2 separate regions of the Mus musculus genome follow, and region 1 is linked to region 2. Evidence: chromatin contacts called from public promoter capture Hi-C data. All regions are on one chromosome and are shown on one strand. The core of a region is the stretch at or near the end of the contact, and the rest is flanking DNA. Distances in the headings are between cores, read along the strand shown. Region 1 has its middle 25 kb from the start of Gsto2. Region 2 overlaps Stn1 (STN1, CST complex subunit).

Evidence for each region. Promoter capture Hi-C pulls out the DNA fragments that hold promoters and counts their contacts.
Region 1: a contact with region 2 is called in a promoter capture Hi-C map of embryonic stem cells, with 2.0 times the contacts expected there. The contact joins two enhancer-like sites. A contact is called at or near these places in 6 of 39 promoter capture datasets (the C10 cell line, the HPC-7 cell line, embryonic stem cells and 2 more), 1 of 15 datasets of contacts at CTCF or cohesin (the NIH/3T3 cell line), 1 of 484 Hi-C or Micro-C datasets (B cells), 2 of 115 datasets of contacts at active chromatin or transcription factors (large pre-B cells and pancreatic cancer cells) and 1 of 9 other capture datasets (liver).

The regions. Positions count from the first base shown.
Region 1 is chr19:47,886,986-47,894,245 of GRCm38.p6, forward strand. No RefSeq gene overlaps it. Among named protein-coding and RNA genes, the nearest start is that of Gsto2, 25 kb to the left of the region's middle. Within about 2 kb of position 3,701, at least 87 of the 459 cell types and tissues checked have an H3K27ac peak or open chromatin away from gene starts, as enhancers often do.
Region 2 is chr19:47,527,490-47,534,429 of GRCm38.p6, forward strand. It overlaps Stn1 (STN1, CST complex subunit), which reads right to left. Exons shown (of 10, transcript NM_175360.3): 3 at 1,148-1,243. Among named protein-coding and RNA genes, the nearest start is that of Stn1, 6.2 kb to the right of the region's middle. Within about 2 kb of position 3,897, at least 92 of the 459 cell types and tissues checked have an H3K27ac peak or open chromatin away from gene starts, as enhancers often do.

The DNA of each region.
Region 1 (7,260 bases), core at 2,451-4,950, 360 kb after region 2:
GTTCCAACAGATGCTTCTGGTTGCTTGGTGGGTCCATCAATCCTGGACCACTGGAGGATAACTGATGGAGACTCGAACCTTGCCCGTGGAGATCTCCCATCTTTGCACCAGCTTGGTCTGGGGGTTAGCCCAGTGTACTGGACCTTGCCCTGCAGTGGTGGTCTGACTTGGCTTTTCTGTAGCCCTCTATCAACTTGGCCAGGCAGCACCACACCACCTAAGATGGAGAAGACATCGGTTTGCCTGAGGTGGCTGGTCTGCCAGCAGGTGACTTCAGCAGAAGGCTGCTGCCACCACTTCCTCTACAGAAGGATTGTCCCATGCTGTTTTTAGCTAGTGTATCCTCATCTGCCTGTGGTTGTTTTGTGTTGTTGTCTCTTAAGATTCTTCCAGCATTTCAGTATCCCCAGCCATGCCCAGAGGCCAGGCAACAGCGAGTGTGAAGTTCCGACTTCAACGTGCCCCTGCTTTGGACTTAACCCAGACCAACCCTCCCTACTCCCTACATTTCAGCTGGCTCTGCCAGCTGTTGGTCACAGGCTTCCTTTTCCACCACATAAGTAGTTACCAGGTGCTACGCCATGCCGGTTGGACAGAGGCAGGCCTATTTGGCAAGGTGACCAGGCCTGCCAGAAAAGACAGGCATGTGACAGGCAGTCTGTGGAACCATCTGTTCCGGATGTGGTGCCCCGTTGCTGTGGCACCCGAGCTACTGTAGAGTCCGTGAACCACTGCTTGCTGGGATCTGAGCTCGGAAGGAGGGAATTGTTCCTGTGGTCTCTACCAGGGCTGCTGGGTCTGATTAACTCTGCAGGTGTCTAGAGAGGCTCCAGCCTGTGGCCAAACTGTTGGTACAGAAGTGGTATCTCTCTGGGTTAGAGAGTTGCTTTCTTGAGGCTTCACAGTAATTTACAAAGCTTGAAGAACCTGGAAACATAGGCTGGAGAGAATAATAACCAAGGGCAAGGTCACAGGCTGATGACCCACAGCCTTGTCTGGGGTCCGGATGCCCTTTGGGTGTGTGTGACTTCTGCAGGCCACCAGGGTCCTGGCTCCCTTCACTGCTTTGCTCTTGTTACTTCCTGCTCCTCTTTGCTGTTATATTTTCTTTTTTTTTAAAGTTTTTTTTTTTTTTAATGTGTGTATAAGTGTGTTGCTCTGTGTATGCATGTGCGTCACATGTGTGCCCGGTGCCCAAGGAGGAAGTCAGAAGATGGCACAGGTCCTCTGGGACTGGAGTCACACGGCTGATTTCCCCCATGTAGGTGCACACCCAGGTCCCCTGCAAGAGAGCAAATGCTCTTAACCACTGATCCATCTTCCCCGCCTCTCCTCTGGTTCGTGATGTCACCTTCCTAACTCACGCAGCAAGGTGGAGTCACCAATCTCTGGCCGAAACGAGGACTGAGCCTGAAGAATATGAAACAAATCAATAATATTTCATGAAGAGTTCTTATGGGGGTTGGGGAGGAAAATATAAATGTTAAACATGAATGATGGCCGGGGTGGCTGCTCAGTCACGTGTTTGCCACACAGTTTAAGGACCTGAGGTTAGATGCCTGGCATTTATGTACAATGCTGGACATGGTGGGCACATACCTGTGATCCCAGTACAGTGGAGGCAGGGACAGGAGGCATCCAGGAACTCGCTGTCCAAGCTAGTCTAGCTAGATTGGTGTGCTTCCAGAGCAACAGGAGACTTGGTCTCAAAAAATAGAACCTGGAGGGATGCTCAGAGGTTAAGAGCAGTAGCTGCTCTTTCGAAGGACCTGGGTTCGATTCCCGGCACCCACATGGCAGCTCACAACCACCTGTAACCCCAGTCCCAGTTGATCTAGTTCGTTGTTCTGGCCTTCGGGACACTGCCCTCATGCAGAATACAGACATACATGCAGGTGAAGCACCCATAGATATGAAGATAATTTTTTATTGGTTATTTTATTTATTTACATTTCAAATGTTGTCCCCCTTCCCGGTTTCCCCTCTGCAAACCTCCCCATCCCATCCCTCCTCCCTCTGCCTCTATGACAATTCTTTTAAAGGTGGAGAACAATAGAAGAAGCCGCCTTACGTGCCCTCTGACCTCCATGTAGCCACATGTGCACAGGTCTGACCTTTGACCTCCATGTGCGCATGTGCACCCCATACTCACAACTAAAAAAAAAAATGCAATAATGTGAAAAATAGGCAGTCTCATGTTCTCCCAAGACTCTGTTGCTGATGGTCTGAAGGCAACATGGGGGAGCGGGTGGGTGTCCCTAGAGGTCCCAGGCACAGTGATAGAAGGGGACACTTGGCCTGAAGCCAAGGGAGGAGGTCACTGGGATTCACCTAGGAAGCTCTATAGGAAGTCTTCACCTAAAGCTAGCTTCTCACCATGGGAGAGGAACAATGAAGTTGTTCACTGAGTGCTTAAGGCATGCTAGGGACTTCATCTACAATACTTATTCTTCAGAACCTTGCACGATGAATAAGAATTGCCCCCATCCTACAGATGGACAAGCTGAGGCTTTGAGTCCCGTGATTTGTCCAGATGTCTTAGAGCTCATCACCAGTTCTGCCTTCCCAAGCTCTCAAGCAAGAATCATCCCTTACTTAGACTTGGCTTTCCTAGAACCTCTCGGGTAGACAGGGCATACAGACAGTAGTGACTGCCAACCAGTGTGCTTGCTGAATGCACACCCGTGAGACCAGGATGGGGTTGGTAACTCGATAGGTGGGCACACCGGACCCAGCCCAAGGGCAATCTCATGAGACAACTGTTACAGCTCTTCTCCCTTGTTGTCTAAGAGGAAACCCTGTCCCCGGAGCTGGAGGGGTTCTGCCATGGTTGTTTTCCAGATCTTAAGAGCCAGGGAGAGCAGAAGTGTGAGAGGGTCAAAGCACACTGTCTCATGGTCTCAAAAAACTGGGGCAGCATCCCAGACTCCCCCAGGGAAGACCCATAAATGTTTCCAAGGCGCTAACACATGTCTGGCTCCCGGGGAGATATTAATGAAACAGTTCCTGCCGATACTAACTGTGCTGAGGGGGGCCTGCAGGGAAGGCAGACTCCATGTGGGGGGCATTCAGAAGTGGGGATTCAGCCATGAGGAGGAGCTCATGTGGGTGAGAGGTATGATGGGTGCTGGCTTTGAGGCCATTCTTTGGGCCCTAAGTGAAGCACTTCACATGTCCCAGGGGCATCTCTATCCCCATTTCATGGCGGAGGTAACAGGCAAACCCCACACTTAGAGTAAGGCTGAGACTTGTTGTGCTAGGATGAGCCACAGCTGGGACTGGAACAACCCCAGCTACTAGTTCCAATGGCCATGGGCTCAGCGGGAATATGGCTGGGTGTCCAGAGAACAGCCTCACGTGTGGGCCTCTACACTTGGACGGTGTATGAAGTGGCAGCAAGGGCCTGCTCTTCCCAGAGTCTTTTTGTGCCATTAAGTACTCAGGGCACCTCAACACTTAACGGTTGTGTGGGTCTGAATGCCTGTGGTTCCCAAGCATCCTGTCTGTCCAGGTCACAAAGCACCCAAGGAAACAAGGACAGCTCTTCTTAGACCCTTGGCTGGGTGAAGCTGTGGACTCTGGAAAGCCTGGTTCTTAGGGCATCTGCTGTGGTCTGGCTTGGCCCTGATTCCTGGAATGTGGGTCTGTAACGGCTGCTTCCTCATCTCCCATTAGGACTGACCTGCATCCTCTTTAGACTGCCTTCCGGAAGCTCCAGTCAGCATTATTTATGCCATTTGGAAGAGACGCCAGGACACAGTCAGTCTTTTAGGGGCTCTGTCTAAACATTTCTCTCCTGAGAACTCGTTTTCAGCCCACCCTCCAGAAGTACGTAAGTCACCAGGCTGGGAGGATGCATCCCTAATCAGATGTGAATTCAGTCAAGGGTGGCTAGAAAGGGGAGGCAAGAGGTGGGTCTTTACTTTCTGTTTCTATTTTAAATAAAACCGGTCCAAGAGAAACCAAAAGTACAACTATGTGCTGTAAAGAAACAGGCAGGACTTAAGTCCTCCCGATTCCCCTTCCAACCCGTCTTGTAACGCCCCACTTTGTACTTCTAAGACCTTTGTCCCATGGAGGAACGGACTGTGTTTAAACACCTCTGAGGTTTATGTGGTTCCATTTTGCTGGAAGATAATTTGTTGACAGTTTTAACTCTCTGTTCTCATTGTGGAGCTACAGAGGGACATCAGAGGGCTGGCACATGCTATCCCCCCACCCCCCCAAGCAAAGCCTCATACTGTGCAGAAGCAAACCAGCTGTGCCCAGAGGTACAAGGGAGAAGAGTGAGGCAGTGAGCAGCCATTTAAAAGACTAAGGAACAGACCAGTGTCCAACAGGATGTCCAGGAAAGTTAGACTGGCGTGCTGTCTGTCATGTGTGTGGGAGTTGAAGGAAGGCGTTCATACAGGCTGTTGGCATTGGGACCTCTGAAACCTGTGACATCACATAGGTGGATCCTGCAGACCTGTTACCAACACAACAGGCACCATATTCCTAGAATCCACTTGGTTCACCTCCCACCTCTACCTGCATTATGTCATTTTCCATGTATATAAGGGGTACGTCCCTCCCTCTCTCTCTCTCTCTTTCCCCCTTCTCTTTCTGCTGCCACCTTCCCCCTCCCAATAAACATCTTATGCGTGGAACTGTTTTGACCCAGTACGCTGTGTTCAGATGCGAGCTGCCGCTATGTTAACACATCACATGTACTAGGCACAAATCAGAGAGAGTTGGGAGGAGACACAAGAGACAATGTGAGTGATTGGTTTCTGGGGCATGGACTCAAGGGTTAGCATGAAAGCTTGTATGCTGCTTGACTTGTCAGCTTAAAACATTCATCATGGTACTGTTGTGTGTGCATGTGAGTATGCGTGCATGTGTGTCTGTGTAAACACTAGCTAAAAGAACAGCTATCTTTAGAAGGCACTGGGAAAAGTTGAGTCTAAAAATTTCCCTCTCTGGGCAGGGCAAAGCAGGGTGCAGAGAAAGGGGGACCAGGCAGCTTCAGGCACATATTTCCCCCTGGGAGTGGTTCTTGGCTCTGCCTGGGGCTCACTCCTGGCCAAACCAAACAGACTCTAAGCTCTCCCAGGGGATGGAAACTAGACTGGGACAACTTCTGAATCACAGCCTCAGAGAGCCTGGACAGTCACTGACAGTTGGGCACAGCTGTGGCCAGCCTTGCGTCGGAGGCTGGCCACTCTCCTCTCTCCCCTCCCACCGCACTGAACACACAATCCATTGCTCTACAGCTGTAGCTGAACCAGGTAACTAAAATGTCGACGCTTCACCACTGCTCACCGCATGAAGTCAGGTTTTACTTTAGATTAGCATTCAAGATGTCCACAGTTTGGCCTCCCAGACCCTTCTCCATCTTAACCTTGCATGATGTCTCAGTATATACAAACACATACTTTCTTCCGGATCTGCTTGGACTCTTCTCTGCCGTATACCCCCACGGGCCCCCCCCCCCGTCAAGTCCACTTCGGGATTGATCTGGACTCACTGGAGTTCACATCTGTGTGAGCAGAACGGGGCTGGATCACAGCAGGGGCTGCTGTAGTGTGGCTGCCCACTCACCTCCAAGTTTCTCCAAGGCCTTCCCTAACAACCCTGGGTATCAGTGGTTCTTGGATTTCTCAGCTGGGAAATCAGACAGGGTGTGGATTCTTTGATGTAGTGAGGTCACCGAAGCCTGCAGTGGAATGCGGGAGACTGTTCCCTGTGACATGATGGTGAGGGCCACACAAGGGTGTGCTGGACCCAGCAGCACTGGGTTTCAGTCTTTGGGGGGTATGTACTATCACACCCAGTTAATGTGGTGTTGGGGATCAAACCCCTTCACGCATGCTAGGCAGGTCTTCTAACAACTGAGCCACCCCCACCTTTTTGGGTGTGCCTTTCATAGAACTTGGAAGGTCACCTTGCACTTCCCTCCCAAGGTCCTATTCACTTCTGTCTTGAGCAGTGTCTCCTAGGCATCAGGCTCCCAGTCAGTGCTCTCAGATCTGTACCAACCTGCCAGGAATCAGTGCCTCCCAGCCACCTGCTGCCCTGCTCACTTGTGAGACTGTAGCTGTGCTCAGGGAAAAACCGTGGTATAGCTGGCACCACACCGACCATATTGACCAGATCAGCCTCCCTCAGGCCTGTCTTTCAAGAAGGCAGCCCATTGGGTTTTTGTTTTTGTTTTTTTTAGAAATGAAGTAAGGATTTTCCTCAAGTGTACCACCTGAGGGATGCTTAGAGCTTTACCTGGTCACTTCAGATTGGATTCGGTGCACCATGCAGGTTCAAGGCAACCAGCCAAGCTCTCTGCGTGATTTGGGAGGCCGCTTGGATAATGAACCAACGTGCTAGCTCTTTCCAGGGAACTAGAGTTTGGGTGGTGTTGCCAGTCCACACCTGCCAAAGGCTCTTGCTTTGGAAGACTTGCATGGCGGTATAGCAACATTAAGAAGTTAAGTCTAGTGAGAGAACTCCAAATTAGGGGTCCTTAAAGGAGATCAAGATGTTTCTAACTGGACTCTGGTTAGTTCTCTCAAAGGTTAGCGTTAAGAGCCTCAGCCTGGCTCTTACCTGGAGCAAAGCAGTGTACTCCCACATGCCACCCTCGACAGATGTCCATCCGATCTGGAACCTAGAGCCTTCTAAGTGGTGAGCTATACAAACCTCTTTTCTTCTTTAGTAGTTCGTTTCCAGTTATCCCACGGTAATGAAAGCTTCCTAGTGTGGAAAGGGTGTGTGTATGTGTAGGCCATAGGACAACATCCAAGTCTCTCTTTGGGAATGGTCTACCTTGTTTTGGAGACAGGACGTCTTATGGGTCAGTGAGGCGAGGAAGCTCCGGAGGTTTATCTGTCTGTCTGTGTCTGTCTGTCTGTCTGAGATTACAAGTGCTCATTACCACGTTGGCTATTCATGTGTGCTCTGGGGATTAAATTCAGATTCTTGTATTTGTGTGGTAGGTGCCTTACTAAGCTATCTCCCCAGGCCCTGACCCGGACTTTTGAGGACATAGTACTCTTCTCCCAACACAAACAAGTTCATATCCCTATGTAGCTTATCCTTACTAATAGCAAACGTGGTCCTGAGACCAACAGCAGAGCAAGTGGGGAGATGCCAGTGCTGTCCAGCATCTTTGGGAGGGGAGAGGAAGACCTTGATGTAATGGGGTCGGGATAGGGGGGTTGTCCTTTGTGGAAAGGTCCCATGTGTTCAGAGGACTGAGAGTTCCGGCTTCAAGACACTCTTCAA
Region 2 (6,940 bases), core at 2,647-5,146:
AAGCAAAGAGCCAGGGCAAGATTTTAAATACACACACACATAGAGGAGAGAGAGAGAGAGAGAGAGAACACGCAGAGGGAGAGATCTCATCTCCAGCATGTTCTTTATAAGCACAGGGACAATCACCTTCAGGAAATAGGTCGAGGTAGAGATGCAGTGATCCTGACAGTGTCAACCAAATGTTCGTGGACATAAAGGTCAACTCCTACCTTTCCCCACACACAGCAAGAAAGCACACTGCAGACAATGCCACACACGTGATGGTGTCAGTCAGAGTAAAGGTCAGCAGTTCAGTGGTAACCCCCTCCCCGCCAACGTCTATCCCGGTTTCTCCCCCACAGTCTTGGAGCTGCTCCACTCGTGTGGCGATGTGACAAACCAAGTTGCTTGCATTAGCGTCGGAGAGACTGCTCAGCGTCACACTGGGTGGCTCACAGCCGCTTAGAACTCTAACTCCAGGGGACCTGACACCCTCTTCTTGCCTCCTTGTGCACCTGGACTCACAGGCACATGACCACACACTGGAAAAAGCAAGACACACCATACTAAAGCCCATTCCAGCAATTGTCTAGTGTCTAAGATACGGAGGCTCTGTGCTTAGTTTTCAACACGAGAGACAGGCAAGTCTGATAACGGATATTTACACCTTAAGTAACAAACTGTTTTTTTTTTTTTTTCCTCTCCCCTAACTGCTCTGGATATAAATCTTTTAAAACGATTGTTATCTAAATACCTCTATTTTTACGTTTACGGGGCCTCTTTTCAAAGGGATCGCCGTAACCACTCACTCCAGTCCTTGGCTCTGCACGGCTGTGTGGCAGGTGTCAGGTGTCTCCCCTGACCATCGGTGACCCTACACGGCTGCATTTCAATTCTTCCACGGCTCCCCCCCCATCCCCCTCTCCACCCCCCCCCCAGCAGTGCCTCACCGCACCCATCCGTGTCATTCTTACCTGTGGCCTCCTTTGCTTCGAGAAGACACAGGACTCCGCCAGCCTCTCAAGAGAGCGCTTGTTTTTTTGTTTTTTTGTTTTGTGTGTGTGTGTGTGTGTGTGTGTGTGGCCCTGGATGCTCACAAGCATGAGGGCTGCTGAAAACTCAACTTGCATCTGAGTGGGGACAAACAGTTTCAGAGGATCGCTCTTACCTCCGTAGCTGTAGAAAGTCTCTCTTTCTTTCACGCTGATGACAGCTCCCATGATATCTACCCGCCTTATTGGATGCCCGTTGTAAAAATATGTACCTAAAAATCAAGAAGAAGGAGATCATACGACACAACCACATTTGCTTGCATTAAATGTCTCTCGGGCATAAGGTGTCACAAGTCACTGGTGAGCTGTGTGCTCAAAATCCAGCCTTAAGAGTCAGTCCTATGCTGGGCAGTGGTGGCGCACGCCTTTAATCCCAGCACTCGGGAGGCAGAGGCAGGTAGATTTCTGAGTTTGAGGCCAGCTCGGTCTACAGAATGAGTTCCAAGACAGCCAGAGCTACATAGAGGAACCCGGTCTCGAAAACAAAACAAAAAAGAGTCAGTCCTTGGCAAGTGGCAGGCTCCAAGAAGGTAAGTGGTCCTTTTAAGGAGCAGAAATCAGAAAAGCAGGCTCTTGAGAGGCCTGAACTAGCACAGCAGGGAAGAGCAGGGTTACTCTCGAAGGTTGGTTAGCTTCCCATTCCACTGTGAATAGGACTGTGCTCTGTGAACACGGCCCGCAGGGCTGAACACAGCCATCACTTGATGTGAGCAAATCACCGAACCCGGTTGACTGCACGGGAAGCTATGGCTTTTCTTTTTTTTTTAAGTTTTTTTTTTAGATTGATTTATTGTACTTTACAAATATGAATGTTTTGCCCGTATGCACGAATATATGTGCACCATATGCATGCCTGCTGGGTCTCCCGAAACTGGGGTATGGATACTGTGAGCCACCATATGGGTACTGGGAATTGAAGCAGGGTTCCCTGCAAGAGCAAATGCTCTTGATCGTGAGCCCTCTCTCCAGCTCCATGACTTTCTAAAACCACAACTTTCCTAAGTCATCATTTGTATGAACCAGTGAGGAAAAGATACACACACTGTGCTGGGCGTGATGACGCACGCCTTTAATCTCAGCAGATCAGGAGGCAGAGGCAGGCGGATTTCTGAGTTCGAGGCCAGCCCTGTCTACAAAGTGAGTTCCAGGACAGCCAGGGCTACACAAAGAAACCCTGTCTCGAAAAACAAAAAAAACAAAACAAAACAAAACAACAAAAAGATACACACACTGCCCACTGGGGCCAGCTGACTGCTGCTCAAGCACTTTTTAAAACCCTGTTTGCAAAGCCCAGGCTACATGGATGCCGGAGGCAAGTTTCTGCCAGTGGGGAAATCCGAGGGGGGGGGGGGGCTGCCACTGGCACACAGAGATTTTTCTTTTTCATATGTGAAAACAGTTGTGATTTTTTAGAAGCCATCAGCTCCTAATTCCACTTTCATTCCCAGGACTTCCTGGCTGCCTGCCTCAGAGCTTCTCACCCAGAGTCCATATCCCAGTGAGGCTCCTGCGTCAGCTTCTGCCATCAACTTAGATCACACACAGGTTCCCAAGTAGTAGTCTCTCCGCCTTCAGCCCCCTGCCGCACCTGCAGTCTTTATCTTCAGATGCGAAGGATATATATATATATATACTTTCATTTTTTTATTTATTTTACTTTTCTACTTTGAGGGCAATACATTATTTTTTTTTAATATTATTGCTTATTTGTATGGATGTGGATGAGAAGACGGTGTTACATTCCACGGAGATGAACTTAGAGGCAGTGGGTTATCAGTTACCCAACTGGGCACTGGGAACCAAATTTGGGTCCTCTGAACGAACAGCACTCGAATACTAAGCCATCTCTCTAGCCCCATCGTTATATTTTCAAAATGGCCTTTTCCTTTGTAAATAAATATGGATTGTAAACTAAGAAGCCATGATTACTTCAGGCATTTGTCCACACTTTTTTTTTTCTTTTCTTTTTTTTTAATCAGCGCAGCTGGCCAGACCTCTGAATTTCAATCCATTAGGAGACTGCGGCCTGAATTTTCACACTGACCACTGCTGATGGATTGATGGACGGTTCTCACAGAGGGATATAGGAGAGTGGGTGTGGCTTGCAGAGAAAAGCGCAGTGAACTTCAGTCTGAGCTGGTCCCTCTCTTGTGGGCAGGTGGACTTCTAAGGAGGAGCTGGTAGATGGGAGAACTATCGTTAGGGCAACCTAGGAGGCCAGAAGCTGATGATGGCAAGGTCCCCTGAAGGAGGGAGCCCAGGACACAGTGTTACCCCTGAATGACAGCTGCTCCTATTCACCAACACACAGGCTGACTGGGTATGACAAGGATCTACAGTCAACAGCTGAAACGTTATGACCCTGAAGATGGGGCGAGGGGCTGGCTAAACAAATCTGTCCCAACGGCAGAAAGAAGACTGAACTAACACATAAGCCAGTGTCCCTGAGTCACCGATCTTCGTCCGACAAACCACATCTGAACACATTCTCACTTGACAACGCACTATACCTCCTTGAAAAGGATTAAACATGGACCTCACGAATGTGTGTCTTGGGAATTAACAATGGCCCACTTTCAAGAGCAGTCACTTGAGGCTGCAAGAAAATCCTTCCAGTCCCAAAGGACTCAGCAGAAGTCAATCTTGAAAACATCACAGGACAATAGAGAACTACAGAAACAAACAAGCAGCAGATGGTTTGAATTGGGGGGCCAGTGGGGTGGGGATGGGGGGTAAACTCTGAGGAAACTGGCTGAGGAAGAAATGCACCGCTTTAAAAACACAGAAGAAACGTCTCCGGGCATATTAAGACACAAACCACAGGGTAAGAAGCCAGGCCTCGAGACGATGGCTTACAACACTGCAAAAGAGAACCACTTCCTTCTACCACAGCGAGCTGCTCTTCTGGAGCCCAAGGGTGCAGCTCTGTCCATGGAGGAAGTAATGATCCAACAGACAGGCTAACAGCAAGCCCATGGGCCAGCCTTTCCCACAGAGCCCACTACAGCCTAGGATATCCTGGGTATCTGGGCTTAAGAAAAGGAAGCCACCCTGTAAAGGGTGTAAAGAGCCAAGGTGCACTTGCTGATAAGTGGATATTGGCCCAAAAGCTGGGCTACCCAAGATGCAATTCACAGGCCACATGAAGCTCAAGAAGGAAAACCAAAGTGTGGATGCTTTGGTCCTTCTTAGAAGGGGGAAGAAAATACTCATGGGAGGAGACAAAGTGTGGAGCAGAGACTGAAGGAAAGGCCATCCAGAGACTGACTGCCCCACCTGGGAATCCATCCCATAATAGTCACCAAACCCAGACACTATTGTGGATGCCAAGAAGTGCTTGCTGACAGGAGCCTGATATGGCTGTCTCCTGAGAGGCTCTGCCAGGGCCTGACAAATACAGAGGCGGATGCTCAAAGTCAACCATTGGACCGAGCTCAGGGTCCCCCAGTGGAGGAGCTAGAGAAAGGACTGAAGGAGCTGAAGGGGTCTGCAACCCCATAGGAAGAACAACAATATCAACCAACCAGAGCTCCCAGGGACTAAACCACCAATCAAAGAGCACACATGGAGGGACCCACAGCTCCAGCCACATATGTAGCAGAGGATGGCCTTGTCAGGAATCAATGGGAAGAGAGGCCCTTGGTCCTGTGAAGGCTTGATGCCCCACTGTAGGAGAATGCCAGGGCAGGGAGGTGGGAGTTGGTGATTGGGGAGCACCCTCATAGAAGCAGGGGAGAGGGGGATGGGATAGGGGGTCTTGGGGGTTTATGTGTGGGGGCAGCCAGGAAAGGGAATAACATTTAAAATATAAATAAAGAAAATAATATTCAATTTAAAAAAATAAAGTTTTATCTTTGCAAAAAATTAATTAATTTTTAAAATCCATACACATTAAATAAAAATAAAGTAAAATTAAAAAAAAAAAAAAGAGCCAAGGTCATTGGCAAATTTGACTCAGATTTTAAGCTACTGTTGATGAACATCCACAACCCCAGGAAGATATTTCTGTTTTCTTTCCTTAAATAGTACTTTTAAGGGCTGGAGAGATGGCAAGAGCACTAGCCGGGGACCTGAGTTCAATTCCTAGCACCCACACAGTAGCTCCAGTTCCAGGGGAATCCCACGCCCTCTTCTGGCCTCTGAGGGTACTGCACGCTTATGATGTGCAGCCATACATGCAGGCAAAACTCCTCTCTGCATAAAAACAAAATAAAATAATTAAAAATAGTACTTCTAAAGAGATCCATCTCAAGAAACAAGATCAAAAACCATTCAGATCCAGGCTGGTCTACATGGTGAGTATATCTGCATGGTGGTCAGCTAGGGCTACCTAGAGAAATCCTATCTTCAGGGAAGGTATCCTGCAAAGCTTTAAAGGCATAAGACAGTGAACAAGCAAAACAATAAACCACACAACTAAATACTACATACTTCACATTTCTACCGGTGAAACCCAAAGGTCAGGTGTATGGAGATGGTGTTTTACAAGGCAAGCCAAGCAGTACCCAGTCAGGCAAAATTTCACAGGTTTAGGGCTGACTCTCCACTAAGATGGCCCCTTTTCAGCTTCCAGACTCCAGCCTTGCTGGGACCCTCTGCCTGGCCCGTTACACTGCTGTTTATGTGACTCCTGCAGCTTTGATGCTTAGCCAGAACGCAGGAAGGGGTCATATATAATGATTACAATTTATAAGAAAGGGGACAAATCAGTAGGCTACATAAAGTGCAGAGGAAGGTGTGGAGGGCTCCAAGGTGAGACTCGGGGACACATCACCCTCTGACACAGTACACTTAACTAACCAGGTCAGCTCATGCAAGGCTCAGCATCGGGGCTTTTCATGGGTTTCATGGTGTAGGTATGATGGATTCACTGGTCATATGGCCTCACCCTCTAAGATCAGGTGGATAGGGTCTCTCTTTGATTCCCAACCCTCAATTAATTGGGTATAGATAGGTCCATTCTGATAACATGCTCCATTACGATAAACTAAGGTGTGGTCCCCACCTCCAGTACAAAGACACTCCTTTTCTCAGGAAATTCCAAAGATTGAGAGACTATTGCCCAGGGCCAAGTTCAAAAGGCAAGCACATTCATTACAGGGCACCGTTTTTTGTCTTCTGTAGTTGTTAACCTCTATTTTTGTTTATTTGTTTGGTTGGTTGTTTCAGATACTCTGGCATTAAAAATTTCTAAGTTTTATGGAGTCATAAGTATCTTGTTTGGTTTTGTTTGTTTGGTTGGTTTTTGTTTTGTTGTTTTCTGGCCTTGATCTGACAGAGATCTCCTGGCTTCTGCAGCCTGTCAAACCCTGGGATTACAGGCAAACATCACCACATCTCTCTTGTCTTGTTTTTAGAGCCTCAGTGTCACGTAGACCAGGCTGGCCTTGGATGTGGCTGAGAATGGAAGACCCTGAAGTCCTGATCTGCTTCCACCTCCTGAGCGCTGGGATTACAGCTGTGTAATCCACATCTGGCTCACAAGAATTCTCTTTATGGTGACCTAAGACAGAAGCCCAAGCAAAAAAAAAAAACCTAGAGTAATGGGGTTTCCTATGCTCTTGGAATTCAACAGCATAAGAATAAGATGTTAGCTTCATCCATGAGATTTCCTCTTACAAATGAACATCTGAGACAGTCTCCCCAGAGAGGGAAAGGACCACAGGGCTGGGTCTCACTGCTTTTAACACATCATCACATCCTTTTGCCCACAGGGATGCCCCTGGGACTTGCTTGCTTCCTTACTCACAGATCTTTGAAGAAAGACTGGCATTTGGTGTGAATTAATTTCCTCCCAAGGAGATGAGCTATAAAGAACACCAGATAATTCTGGAAAATTCTGGAGGAGGCTGGCTGCCTTCCAAGTGAAAGGAAAAAAAAATCCACAGACTAAGTTCAACAGTTGGTAG